2 separate regions of the Sus scrofa genome follow, and region 1 is linked to region 2. Evidence: chromatin contacts called from public HiChIP or PLAC-seq data. All regions are on one chromosome and are shown on one strand. Each heading gives the region's core, a stretch centred on a gene start, on an enhancer-like site or on the middle of the called end of the contact. The rest is flanking DNA. Distances are from core to core; before and after follow the strand shown. Region 1 holds the start of SELL (selectin L). Region 2 holds the start of SLC19A2 (solute carrier family 19 member 2).

Evidence for each region. HiChIP or PLAC-seq counts read pairs in DNA pulled down with a chosen protein or histone mark.
Region 1: a contact with region 2 is called in an H3K27ac HiChIP or PLAC-seq map of alveolar macrophages. The contact joins the promoter of SELL here to the promoter of SLC19A2 in region 2. A contact is called at or near these places in 2 of 5 promoter capture datasets (fetal skeletal muscle and liver) and 1 of 2 datasets of contacts at active chromatin or transcription factors (alveolar macrophages).

Annotation. Positions count from the first base shown.
Region 1 is chr4:81,304,600-81,311,376 of Sscrofa11.1, forward strand. It overlaps SELL (selectin L), which reads left to right and starts at 1,816. Exons shown (of 9, transcript NM_001112678.1): 1 at 1,816-1,921; 2 at 2,752-2,833; 3 at 4,036-4,422; 4 at 5,306-5,413. The coding sequence starts at 1,919.
Region 2 is chr4:81,506,425-81,513,021 of Sscrofa11.1, forward strand. It overlaps SLC19A2 (solute carrier family 19 member 2), which reads left to right and starts at 3,797. Exons shown (of 6, transcript NM_001142667.1): 1 at 3,797-4,076. The coding sequence starts at 3,873.

The sequences.
Region 1 (6,777 bases), core at 566-3,065, 200 kb before region 2:
GCTTTGAGAAGAGCCCGCCAGGTTTGGAGGAGATTTGGAAATTCACTTTGGTACATGTACAGTTCGAGAGGCTTGTTAAGTAACTAAATGGAGATATTCCCATTGACTGGGAATGGGGAACATTCCCAGGGCAGGGGGATGGCCTGACTGGAAATAGAAATTTGAGAGTCATCATCATTTCGATGGTAATCAGCATTAAGAGCCTGGATTGGATCATTAAGTCTGTGAGAGTAAATAAGGGGAGAAAAGCAGTGAGCACTGAAACACTCCAAAGTCCTGGTGGTTGGAGAGAGGAGGAATCGACAAGTGAAAGAGAAAAGAACTAGTCAGTGAAGCAGGAGGAAATCCAGGAACTGACTGGTTAAATAAGATGAGAGCAGATAACTGGCTTTGGCTTTGGTGAAGTGGAGGGCCTTAGCAACAGTGGTCTCAGGAAATGGGTGTGGGGGGAAACTGATGGGACAAAAGAGAATTGAAGGAAAGGACTTCGAAATACACGTCTAGAAATGTTTCGGGGTTGTTGCAAGAGCATTGATACTTCCAAGTCTTCTTGGCTCTGGCTTGGTCCCCATCTCATTGTGTCTCCTAAGCTCCTTCCATAAGTACAGCTTAATCAAGAGCACAGTTTTCAGAACTGATGGGCCCTGGTTCAAAACCTCAACTGTGTCTCTTGCTAGCTCAGTGACTAGGGCAACTTTCTTAACCTCTCTGAGACTTTTTAAAATGGAGATAATAATGGTATCCACTGGTAAGCAGAAGTAGCTAAGCTTTATAAAGATTAAGGTAATAAACCTGGGGTGTTGAGCTATTGTTGTTATTATATTTTTAAAAATGCAAGTAGGATTATGTTAGTAGCTCTTCCTTTCCATTGCCTTCATAATATGGATTTTAATTTAATTTCATTTAATTTTAGTCTTTAGGGCCACACCCATGGCATATGGAGGTTCCAGACTAGGGGTTGAATCAGAGCTACAGCTTCCGGCCTATACAACAGCCACAGCAACACAGGATCTGAGCCACATCTGGGACCTATACCACAGCTCATGGCAACGCCAGATCCTTAACCCACTGAGCAAGGCCAGGGATCAAACCTGCATCCTGGGATACTAGTTGGGTTCCTTAACGACTGAGCCATGACGGGAACTCCCAGATTCTAATTTTATATGCAAACTATCTCCTTTACATTTTATACTCCAGAAATGTGAAGGTATTTGTAGGCCTTGAGACCTGCTATGGCGAAAAGCTAGAGCTAGAGCTGCTTTGCTCTCTTCAGTGCTCACCTTCAGGAGGCGCTATTAACAAGAACATCCACTAGGGGGTGAGCAAGGAAAGAGGGAGGAGAAGGAGCTGACATTAATCCAGTTTGTTGGGTTAGCTCTATTGAAGTTTAACAGACCTTATAAATTTGTTGGAAATATTGTTTTGATTGTGTGGTGCTTGCAGTTATCAGGGGTTCTCTACCATGGATGGCCAGGAGTTAGCTTAATATTGATAAAAAGATAGGAGAGAGGGAGAGACAAAGACAGAGGGAGACGGAGGAAGAAGGAGAAGGAGGAAGAGGTAGAAGATGAGAGGAGGAGGAGGAGGATGAAAGGAAGATATGAAGGAAAGGAGGGAGGGGGAAAGAGAGAAGAATGGAGAATGTAGCAATAATACCCTTGGTCAGTAACTGTTTTTCTCAGGGGAGGTGTTAGGAAAGGGGTGGGGAAAGAGGAGCAGAAGAGGTGGGGGAAGGGGAGGGAGCAAGGGAGGGGAAGGATGTGAGGCTTGGTTAGAGAAATAAAAGAAAGTAAGACTTTCTGGAGACAGTGAGCAGTCTCCCTGCACACTCAGCCTTGGGCAAGGACCCGGAGGCCCCTGGTGCTGAGCTGAGAGGCTGAAATTCTACGGAAGCATTAGAGAAGGGCCAACCAAAGCCATGGTAAGCTTTTCAGCCTAAAGGATTTCCAGATGCTCAAACAGAATATCTTCTTGGGATTGCAGAGGCAGGTGGCAAAGGACAAGAAGAAACACATTTTATTTGGGGGGTTTAAAAAGAGAAAACTAAAAATATTGAGTCTAAAATGTGCTCCAAAAATCTCTCTTCTTAGTTATGATGATTCGTTCTCTTTGGCTTATCTCTGGTGAGGTTCTTGAAGTACTTTTATCTTGTTGAAATGAGCACTCTTGTCACTAAAATTCTTGGGGGTTACCTGAGAAGTGATACACTTCAGAAAATATGGTTTTAAGCTGTGAAGAAAAACTTGTGGTCTTATAATTTGAGTTGCTCAAAATGTGTTTCTTGTTAGTTGAAAAAAAAGGAACTCCTTTTTTTTTTTTGAGTAACATCTGTTTGGTTACCTAATTCTTTTTGGTTTTTGGAGCATTGACCCATCACAGTCAAGTGTGAGATTTTTAGCAGTAAATCTAAACATCAATAGTTCATTAAGGGCCAATGCACACTTAGAAATATGCATACTATATACCAAATAGCTCAACAGAAAAATAGATACCAAAAAAACCCTAAAATGTAGACTACATCAGAAAAGTAACAATTAACAACTTGAGGCTAAAATATGAAAAAAACAACTCTGAATCCATTTTGAGGCAAATTTAATTCTACACACATTTGAGAAATCTCTTATTTTAGACAGGGTTAGTAAGCATATGTTATACTTTGAACTTTAAGAAAGTTGTAGGCACTGCCTCAAAGTGCCATAAAATTGTGATTTAGCGTATAAATCTGAGTATAATTTTGTATTTTATTTGCAGATATTTCCATGGAAATGTCACAGTGCTCAGAGGGGCTTATGGAATGTCTTCAAGTTGTGGGTCCTGACTATGCTTTGTTGTGGTACGTTATGATATTTGATTATTGCTAAGCTTTTAAAAATATTTATGTTCATCTTTTTGGTAAATATCCACTGGGTGTACATAGTCACAGGTAAAATTATTAGGCAGATAGCTGTTAATTTTACCCTTTCTCTGAACATCTCTTTTCCTCCTCTCACCTTTAATACTTCCCCAAAAACCTCCTAACCTCGCCCCATCCCCCACTGCAGGGTTTATTTTATGACATTCTTTACTCATCAATTGTAACTGTTTCCCAGTTCTCTGTATATTTTTAATATGTTTAATTCGATCAAGATTATGTTTTCTTTGCCTCTGTTATTCCTTTCCGAGAATCATAGGGAAATTATAAAAATTGGATCTATGTTTTCTTTGGAATTTCTCCATAATATTTGTACTACACAGTGAAAACTCAGTAAATGGTGTTGGCTGTGAAAACTTTTACCTTATGGCATAATAGTGTTTCACATAGATCATACCATGCTTAGATGGCATATCTTACTATGGTGTCATTGTATGATTATGTGTTTGTTCCGGTTTCTTCAAAGCCCTCATATTTGAAGCACCCTTAAGATTATTAAACACCATCATCAATTTCATAATACGACATCATTTGGTTTTGTAAATTGTTCTTTTTTCTTTTTTAGCTAGATCTGTAGGTCTTGGGCTGTATACTTTCTCAGGAGTAGCTCTTCCTATGGTAAAACATTGTCTTTTTCATATAAAAAAGATTACTTAAAAGTGTGCCATTATTTCTGTCCTTATTTTGCTTCTCCCTTAGCAACATGAATGTTGCTCTTTAGGAAATTATCTCAGAATAAAAGAGCAGACAGTAAATTTTAAAGTTATATGATATTATACTTAATTAATTTTAAATGTTGAAAGCAACTAAGATAAATATGAATTTCTTAAATATGTTTGTTCAATTTTACTTAAATTTTGAGAAAAAAATTATGAAAATAAATCTAGAAAGCTGCCAAATTCTCTAAAACAGAGCTCTGAGCAAAAGTTTTCTATATTATGGTGGAAAGTTATTAGGACCAAAAGGGTCTAGGTTCTACTTTAAATCTGCAAATGACTGGTCCCAGGGCCTCAAAAAGGTAATTCTCAGCTTCCTCATCTCTAAGTGGCTGGCTCATCCTGCCCGAGTTCTGGGTTCTTTTCAGCTGTAACTGAATCTACAAAGTTTACACTGATGTCTTTCAGATTTTTTTGCATATCATGGAACTGATTGCTGGACTTACCACTATTCTGAAAAACCCATGAACTGGATGAAGGCTAGGAAGTTCTGTCAAGAAAATTACACAGATTTGGTTGCCATACAAAACAAGGGGGAGATTGAATACCTGAATAAGACGCTTCCCTTCAGTCGTAGTTACTACTGGATAGGAATCCGGAAGGTGGAAGGGGTATGGACTTGGGTGGGAACCAACAAATCTCTCACCGAAGAGGCGGAAAACTGGGGCGATGGGGAGCCCAACAACAGGAAGACTAAGGAGGACTGTGTGGAGATCTACATCAAAAGGAGCAAAGACTCCGGGAAGTGGAATGATGATGCCTGCCACAAAGCCAAGAGAGCCCTCTGTTACACAGGTAGGAAGTGACCAAAAGGTTCTGCTGTCAGGAAGGGCAGAGGGAAGGGAAGGAAGGGTTCAATCCTCTAAGACAGAATCGTGTCACTTCTGAGCAGTTTTGGTCTGTGAGGCTGGGCCCTGTACTCTAAATCTCTACCCCTGATCGATTTACAACAAGATGATAAATATGTGTAGAAAGAAAAGAGGCAGAACTAGACAGTCGGAGTTCCTGAAAGCAGAGAGATGAGCTCAGCCAAGAGCTCAGATTCATGTCACCTGTTTCCTCCTTGTTTACTTGGTGGCTTGGTGCTATGGGCTTCCTTCTTGGCCTAATCTTATATAATTCTATATTTTGAAACACTGCAGTGTTTCATTATCTGTGGGGTATGAAAATTTCTGTTGAGATAATTATAGCAGTTCCAAAGCCATCTGTATTTTTCCAGGTCATATTTTAACAGTAAAACATTGTTCATTTGGTCTCTTATACCTTGGACTTGCTACTACTTTGGCAAGTTAAAACTCTCTAATCTTAATTCAGTACTTCCTCTAAAGAAAGGGATTACCAAGCATACTGCAGAAATGATTGGGGTTAGGTCATCATTTAACCTACTTACTACAGTAAAAGCAAAAAATTTCAAGTTTCAGTGTATGTTACTAAGTTTCCCCTAAATGTTATAGAGTGTTAGCATCAGTAAATTCGTTCTCAAAACAAATGTCTGTGGCTGTATGGCAAATATATTACATAAATAAAAAATTTAACTATGGTTTTTATGCAAAAATGCTGTAAATGTAGAAATAAACTTTTCCTGTTTATTGAAAGAGTCACAGTCAAAAGTTATCTATATCTGAAAGAACTAAAAATTTATTCACCTTTCAATGCTTTATTTTTGATCCTCTTAAAGCTTCTTGTCAGCCCAGGTCATGCAGTGGCCATGGACAATGTGTGGAAGTCATCAACAATTATACCTGCAACTGTGATGCAGGGTACTACGGGCCCCAGTGTCAGTTCGGTAAGCCTGTTTCACTTCTTTGTTTCTTTCCATGTAAAGTTACTGAGGCTGTTATTGTTTATGGAAGTTGGTTGGGGCAAAATGATACTAGCCATTCTGAGAAATGAGAAGTTTTGATCAGAAGGCTATGCTTGCACAATATTGTTACCTTTCCGTAAACATTTCATAAGTCAGCATGAAGTTTCAATTCACTTCTCAACAAGTCTTGGTGTGTGCCACAAAGAAGGCTGTGTTCAGATAAAAGCTGTAAGGATTATAATAATGAATCACACATGGTATATTCCTGCCGTTAAGGAACTCATATTCTGGTGAGCTTGTTGTGTTCATTAGAACCCTGAATCTGAAAGAAACGGTACCATTTATCATTAGGAGGGTGAGTTGCCCAGAAGATAACCTTGCTTTTTTATGTCATCCTCAAAGTCATTAAAGGGCAAGGCCAAAGAGAAAAGTTCACATAATAACACATAGTATGGATCAGAGAATAGAGTAATAAATCCAACACATTCACTTGTGCTGGGTATTTCAGGGGACACAAAAGGCAAATCTATTTTAGATGCTGCCCTTAAAAGATTGGTAGTTAACTAGAGGAAATTATAGGTGTCTACAATTTAGTTTGATGGAAAGTCAGATAGACTGGAGTAAGCCTGTGGAGACTGAAAACTGCCGAGTGAAGAAATCTGGCCTTTATTTGACAATGAGAGTTCACTTAAGGTTTTAACACCTGCATTTAGGGCAGTTATCCTAGAAGCAGTGCATAAGATGGATTGGAGAACAAAAAGTAAGAAGATAGCATCATTAGGAGTCTATGGAAATCATTCAGACTCGTGGTAGAAACAGAAAAAAAAAAAAATACAGAGTAGATTCAAAGACAAGGAGCCTCTGACCTAGAGTCAACTCACTACTGAAAGAAACTTTAAGTCCTTTGATTGATATTGGTTGAGTTTCAAAACTGTGTTTGAAGTATCTGGTGCGTAACATAGAAAATTGTAATAGGAAAATAAGCGATGTTTGCAATGACTAAATAAAGAAGCCAAAATAAATGTAAATGATCAACCAATTGGAACTGATCTGACTCATCTCACTCAATTCCTGAGCCAAGACTTCTACCCAAAACTTTACCCTCTCTCCATTTCTAAATGTTTAAAAATTCTTACATCATTGGCGTGCCCAGTTCACTCCTTTTTGAACATTTTAACTTTTTTTTGGTCTTTGTTTCTGTCATATCATTCTCCTGGTTTTCTTTCTACCTATGATCATTTCTCCTTGTATTTCTTCATGGGCACTTACCCAATCTCATACACTTATTGTTATTTCCCATCCTCAATCTTTCATCTTTCGCTCTTCTGACTTTACAAACCCTCTTT
Region 2 (6,597 bases), core at 2,547-5,046:
AGGCAAAAATATTTGCACATCATACATCGGACAAGGCTCTACTATCCCAAATCATTGGTTCTGAAAATTCCCCCTATATATAGAGCATTCTAACAATTCAACAAGAAAAAGATAAATGATACAACTACAAAGTGGGCAAAAGACTTGAAGAGACATTTCTCCAAAGATGATATACAAATGGCTAACATACATTAGTCATTAGGGAAATGCAAATCAAAACCACAAATGACAGCATTCCACACCCCTAGGATAGATATTTTTAAAAAGGAAATAGACAATAACAAGTGCTGGCAAAGATGTGGAGAATTGGAATCCTCATTACATTGCTGGGGGAATGTTAAATGGATTAGGTTCTAGAGAAAAGTTTGGCAGTTCCTCAAACATTTGAACAGAATTATAAAGTGATCTGGCAATTCCACTCCTATATACCCCAAATAATTAAAACCAGGTATTCAAAAACTTACATACAAATGTTCATAGCAGCACTATTCACATAGCCAAAAACAGGGGAAAATATCCAAAAGTCCATTAATTGATCAATGGACAATCAAAATGTGTTATATACATAAAGTGGGATTTTTTTCAGCTGTAAAAAGAATGGAGTACTGATACATGCCACAATGTTGGTGAACCTTGAAAACCTTGAAAGAAGGCAGAAGCAAAAAGGCACATATTGTACAATTCCCTTGGTACAAAACATTCAGCATAGGTATCTACAGAGGCAGAAAGCATATTAGTGTTTGCTGGGGGTGGTGGGAGGGGAGAATAGACAGTGATTTCCTAACAGGTCCAAGTTTCCTTTGAGGTGATGAAATTTCTTAGAACTAGAGAGAAGTGATGGTTGCACAGCACTGTGAATGTACTAATGTCACGGAATTGTACACTTAAATACAGTTAATGAGAAATCTCGCACTGCGTGAATATTACTTTAATTTAAAAAATATATTCTATTTACCTCTGTATTAGTTTCCTATGGCTGTATAACAAACTACCCCAAACTTAGCTGCTTAAAAAATTATAACAACTTAACTCACGGTTCTGTAAATCAGAAATCCAGGTGGGCTTGGGCGCTTTCTCTTCTTAGAACTTGACAGGCGGAAATTAAGATGTTGGCTGTGATGCGCTCTAATCTGGAGGCTCTTTGGAAGAAGCCACTTCCAAGTTTGTTTAGGTTTGGAGCAGAAAGCAGTTCCCTGTGATTATAGGACTGAAATCCCCAGTTCCTTGCTGGCTGTCAGCCAAGAGTCAGCCTCAACTGCCACAGGGTGCCCACATCTTTGGCACACAGCCTCCTGGAGCAACAGTGTGACATAGCTTTCTCCTTTTTCAAACATCTTTGCCTCGTTTGTTACCAGCAGGAGATAATTCTCTGCTTTTAAAGGGCTCCTGTGATTACATTGGGCCCACCTGGATAATCTCACGTTTGCCACACAGTGTAACAAACAGTTGTATTATCTCATTAAATTCAGGGATTCCACTCCACACTCAAAAGGGAGGGGATTACACAAGGCAAGGCTCACTGGGGGTCATTCTCAGAACTATTCCATGACCTCTTAGAGAAAATAATGTTTTAAAAAGTTTTTTCCTAATTCAAGAACAATTATTGTTAATGCCCAACATTGCAAAGAGAAGTTGAGGTGCTTAAGTGATTTATACCAAGGAAAATATTTCAGAACCAATGATTCACAGATTAACATAATTTAGGTCTCCAAGATTCAGGGAAGGGATGGAAAGCTGTTTTTAATAAGTGCACTTCTCTTTCTGAGGCCTCTTTTGTTTTTCTTTCTCTCTCTCTCTCTCTCTCTCTCTCTCTCGCTCTCTCGCTTTTTGGCTTTTTGGGCTACACCCGCATCATATGGAATTTCCCAGGCTAGGGATCGAATCAGAACTGCAGCTGCCTGTCTACACCACAGCCACAGCAACACCAGATCTTTTAATCCACTGAGCAGAGCCAGGGATCAAACCCACATCCTCATAGATACTAGTTGGGTTTGTTACCACTGAGCTACAACAGAAACTCCTCCTTTTCTACTAAAGCACTGAATGCAAATCCAAAGGCAAAGAAATTGCCAAGAGGACCACTAGTGTTTTAGGGGACTAGATAATTGTATTATGCAGATTACAAGTTCTTACTTTGAGGCCTCAAGACTTCCTGTTATTTAGGGCCCATAAAGACTCTTTATTTTTGTGAGTTATACCTACTGGTAGTGCCATATTAGAAATTCATTTGGAAAGTTTCTAAACACAAAAATTTACAAACACATATTCTCTTATCCTTTAGAGGGATGTCATCACACATCAGGTAGTCTCCAGAGGGCAAAAGAAAGTAAAGTCCTAGTATTATTATGAAAGTAGTTTGACATCGTGGAATTCTGAAAAGATCCCACAAATCCCTAGGGCTTCCTGAACCACACTTTGAGGCCCACTGATAGATGCAAATACCAACAACTTCATTCCTTCAGTGATTAATCAACTCACACATTTCAGTGCATTCACTGCACAGTCTTAGAAACAAATCTCCATTCCCTTTACTGGTATGTCCTTCCATGTGGTAGAGAGAGTCATTTTTTGTGGCTGATAGCAAAAAGTATCCTCTTTGCAAAAAGGGTCATTTGCTGACTCAGAAGGGAATTTGAGATGATTCGTGATATACATAAAGCAAAACAGTTCAAAATGTTTTCTGTGAGCTTCTGGCAGTATCTGTACTCTACAAATACTGCACAGGAGAAATTGCTTTTGGTGCAGCTTGGTCTGCAGTGAAAGGACTGGGATACCGTCAAGCTGAGTCAGGCAGAAAAAGAGAGAAGTGAAAGCAAACCCTGGGTATTTTCAAGCTTTGCCCTTGAAAACTATGCCAAGACTTTTTTTTTTTAATAAAGAGGTGATACTTTGCTGTTGCTTTAATGACTCGGGATTTCCCCCTTACCCTTTAAACACAGGATATATCTACAATTATGTTTACTTTCTTTGTACCCCGCTTACAAAAAGTAATGAAATAAAGCTAATACCCTTAATTAGAACTCCATCATGGTCCTTCTGTTAAGTGACTAGCTCATTCATTCTTTTCACAGTATTTTATCGTTTTCCAGCTCGGTCTTTTGGTAAACGCCCTGAACTGCTTAGGTTCCAGGCTTCCCATGTCTTTTTACTGCAGATGAATACAATCTACAGACTGAAAGCCGCTGGAAGAAAAATAGAGCATTCTTCCGCCTCAAGGTTAAATCTTTGCCCCGCGCTGGCCGCTTGAGGAGAATGTGAGCGGACGTCCAGAGAGGGACTGCGTTTAAAAATGAGAGAGAAGACTGGAACAGCGTTTTCCTCTCCGTGGGGATAAAGCCCACATGGAGCACTCCGGAAAGGTGAGCTGCTGCACTGAGCATGACCGAGCCGACCTCCAGCGTGGGCGGGCCGATCGCCGCCTGACCGTCGCGCGCCGAAACCACAAGCAGTCGCGTTAGGAGCTGAGTCCTCCAAGTCCTCGGCGCCCGAACCAGAGGACGTCAGCCGCCAGGCGTGTTGCAGCCACCGCCACCGCCCCGGGCTCCCAGCTTGTGACCAATAGAAGAGAAGCCAATGCCCTACGTCCGCTGTGATTGGCTCCCAGCGGGGAGGCGGTGGCGGAAGGTGGGTCTTCGGGAGTGTCAGGTTTTCCGTGGCGCTGCGGGCGGCGACACGTGAAGATCCTGCTGCCAGGAAAAGCTGAGAGGTTCTGCGGTCGGAGGCGGCCATCCCAGAAGTGCTTGGCCCTGCCGGGAGGAGGAAACACTTACGATCGCAGGTGCCCGCACTGGGGCAGTGCTTCAACCTGACTCCAGTTGGTGGAAGACGAAAAGGAGCAGGAAGGGGCCGGGTCCCCGTCCCTCGCGCCCCGGATGGATGTGCCCGGCCCGGTGTCCCGGCGGGCGGCGGCGGCGGCCGCAACCGTGCTCCTGCGCACGGCTCGGGTCCCGCGCGAATGCTGGTTCTTGCCCACCGCGCTGATCTGCGCCTACGGCTTCTTCGCCAGCCTCAGGCCGTCTGAGCCCTTCCTGACCCCCTACCTGCTGGGGCCCGACAAAAACCTGACGGAGAGGGAGGTAGGCGCGGCGGGAGGACGCTGGCTCCGCTGGCAGAGGGGACGGGCGGGCCGAGGCGGGTGCGGTTGAAAGACAGGACTGAGAAAGGCGCTTGAGCCCCAGGAGCCATTCTGGGGAGAGATTCCTGAATGTTCCTCTTTGAAAAAAGGCTTCTTGCTGGGCGCTGCCGTAATTCATGCTGTTTTTCTGTCCTCCGTTGAATTTATAGGACATGTTTCAGGTGAAGGGTTCGGAACGCAGTTCGGAAACCCTAGTGCCCTTGTGCTTCAGGCGATGTGCGGATGATGCTGTAACTGTGTAACTCTGCTCAGACTGAACCAGTAGTGGGAGGGGGGCGGGGAGGAGAAGAATATTTGGAGAAAAAAGGGAAAACAGCAGGTTGTACTTCGAACATAGTGAAGGTTTAAATAAATATTTGCTGCCTGAAAGTAAGGAAACAGATGCAAGGCAACTCCTGTTTTCTGAAAGGATCTTCCCTCTACCTACTGTACCCTCTTCCTTCCCCTACCTTACTTTGTTTACCCTTGACAGATAGATGTACTCAGATAAGGACTGTATAGGACAAGAACCCATCCCTTATCTCGTCTTGATTTTTAATTGCGTGAGACTATGTCCTAGAATATGCCCTGCCTCTCACCTCTACCAACCTCCTGGGATAAAAGCAGATATTTAGGTGTTGTCACATAGTTGGAATTTAATTAGAGTTCTTCTGGCATTGTGAATTGTTGCTTCACGGATGTTAGTCTTGCTCCTTTCTGTTCTGCTGTGTTCAGAGTAATTGAGAGTACATAGTCCATGATCAAGAACTTCTTGCTGAGTGATTTTCCCTGGGAGGATATTTAAGTACTCCAGAAGTGCATGGTGTGCTTTAAAAATGTATTTAACTCTTTAAAGTGTATGGTCAATCTCAACACTTGTTTTTTGAAGAAGATATTAACTGAAGAAGGAGTTAAATTTAAGGTGCTACCACAAGGCCCAAATAAAGCAGATTCAGCATCCTTTCCCTTGAACACTACAAAGCATGAAAACTGAGGCCCGGTATTCCTTTCTGGAACAATACAAAGAGTGAAAGCTGAGTGGGGAATTGTTAGCCGTTTTTTCCTCTGTCAACTCTTCCTCCCACCCTGCCTCCCTGCTCCAGTGCCTATGAAATATTTCTCCCATTTAAACCTTACTCCTTCCCCTGTGAGTAGTAGTCACTTCTGAGTAGCAACTTGGTATCCCTGCATAACAGGTTAGTGCAGGATATAATTACTCATAGTCCAGTTTGTTGTTGCCTTGCTCCTCCATTTTTTTTTTAAGTTTTATTGAAGAATGATTGATTTACAATGTTGTGATAATTTCTTCTGTATAACAGTGATTTCAGTTGTACATATACACACATTCTTCTTCAGAGTCTTTTCCCATATAGATTATCACAGAATATTGGGTAGAATTCCTCGTGCAGGTCCCCATTGGCCAGTCAATCCATACACCACTTCTATTTTTAAGAGAACTTAACAGGGAATTGAAAATTGGCATTGAACCCTGGGTTGAGGATTTCACTTGTTTCTCATATCATCTCACCACTAGCAAGTAGCTTTTACCCAACATTAGATCTTCTATTTCGCAGTCATATGGACCATTCATTACCTGTTTGAACTATAATATTTTTTAAAAACAATAGGAAAGTGGAAGGAGCCAACTCTTATGAATAGAATGGTTCTACAGGAAAAAAATGACAGTAAATACAAAAGAGAATGATTCTGGAGACCCTTAACAACTGAATCTGAGTATAGCCACTGAAGCAGAAATGATTCTGCTTGTGGGCTGCTAACAATTAGTTTCATGTGAACTGCCATGTGATCTGCACAGCTTGTGCACATGGGGGAAAAACATGCTCCCAGTGTTGATATTTGAAAGCAGACCTACTTTGTCCAAGTGCCCTGGGTGGAATTGGTATGTGATGTGCAGTCACTTGCCCTGTCTTATCAGAAAGCTTCCTGGGGTGAGTGAAATATGTTCAGGGGTATAGGAATGAGGCAGGGGTACCCTAGCCCAGGAAATAGTTGCTGAATGTATAACAGAAACATAGCACACTTCTGTTACTGCAAGTTAGATAAGGAAGATGGCAGGTCTGAAGAGAAATCTGGTGGTCTGGAAAGGGCTGTCATTTGTCTCTGAGGACCTCAGAATCATAGCCAGCTCTGCTGGTCATATGCAGCAGGTCATGTGTTGTGCACAGTATGGCTCTGTCCACCCTCTCTTGAACCCTGGATTTTTTGAATCTCCAATAATTGAAATAAATAGGACAACTTGTTCTCCTTCCTGAGTGCTTGTTTTCATCAGTGGGGAATTATATATTTATTTAATATTACATGATTTTTAGGCAAGGCGAATGTCAAATCATAGTCAGTGATATTTGTGTTGAATTTTGTATTTTCCCCCAGGAGACTTTAGATGGGCCAAGTGTGATCATCTTAAACAGAGCTATTGTTAACCAAGTCCAAAGACAAAAGGGGCGGAGAGGTCAGAATTTCCT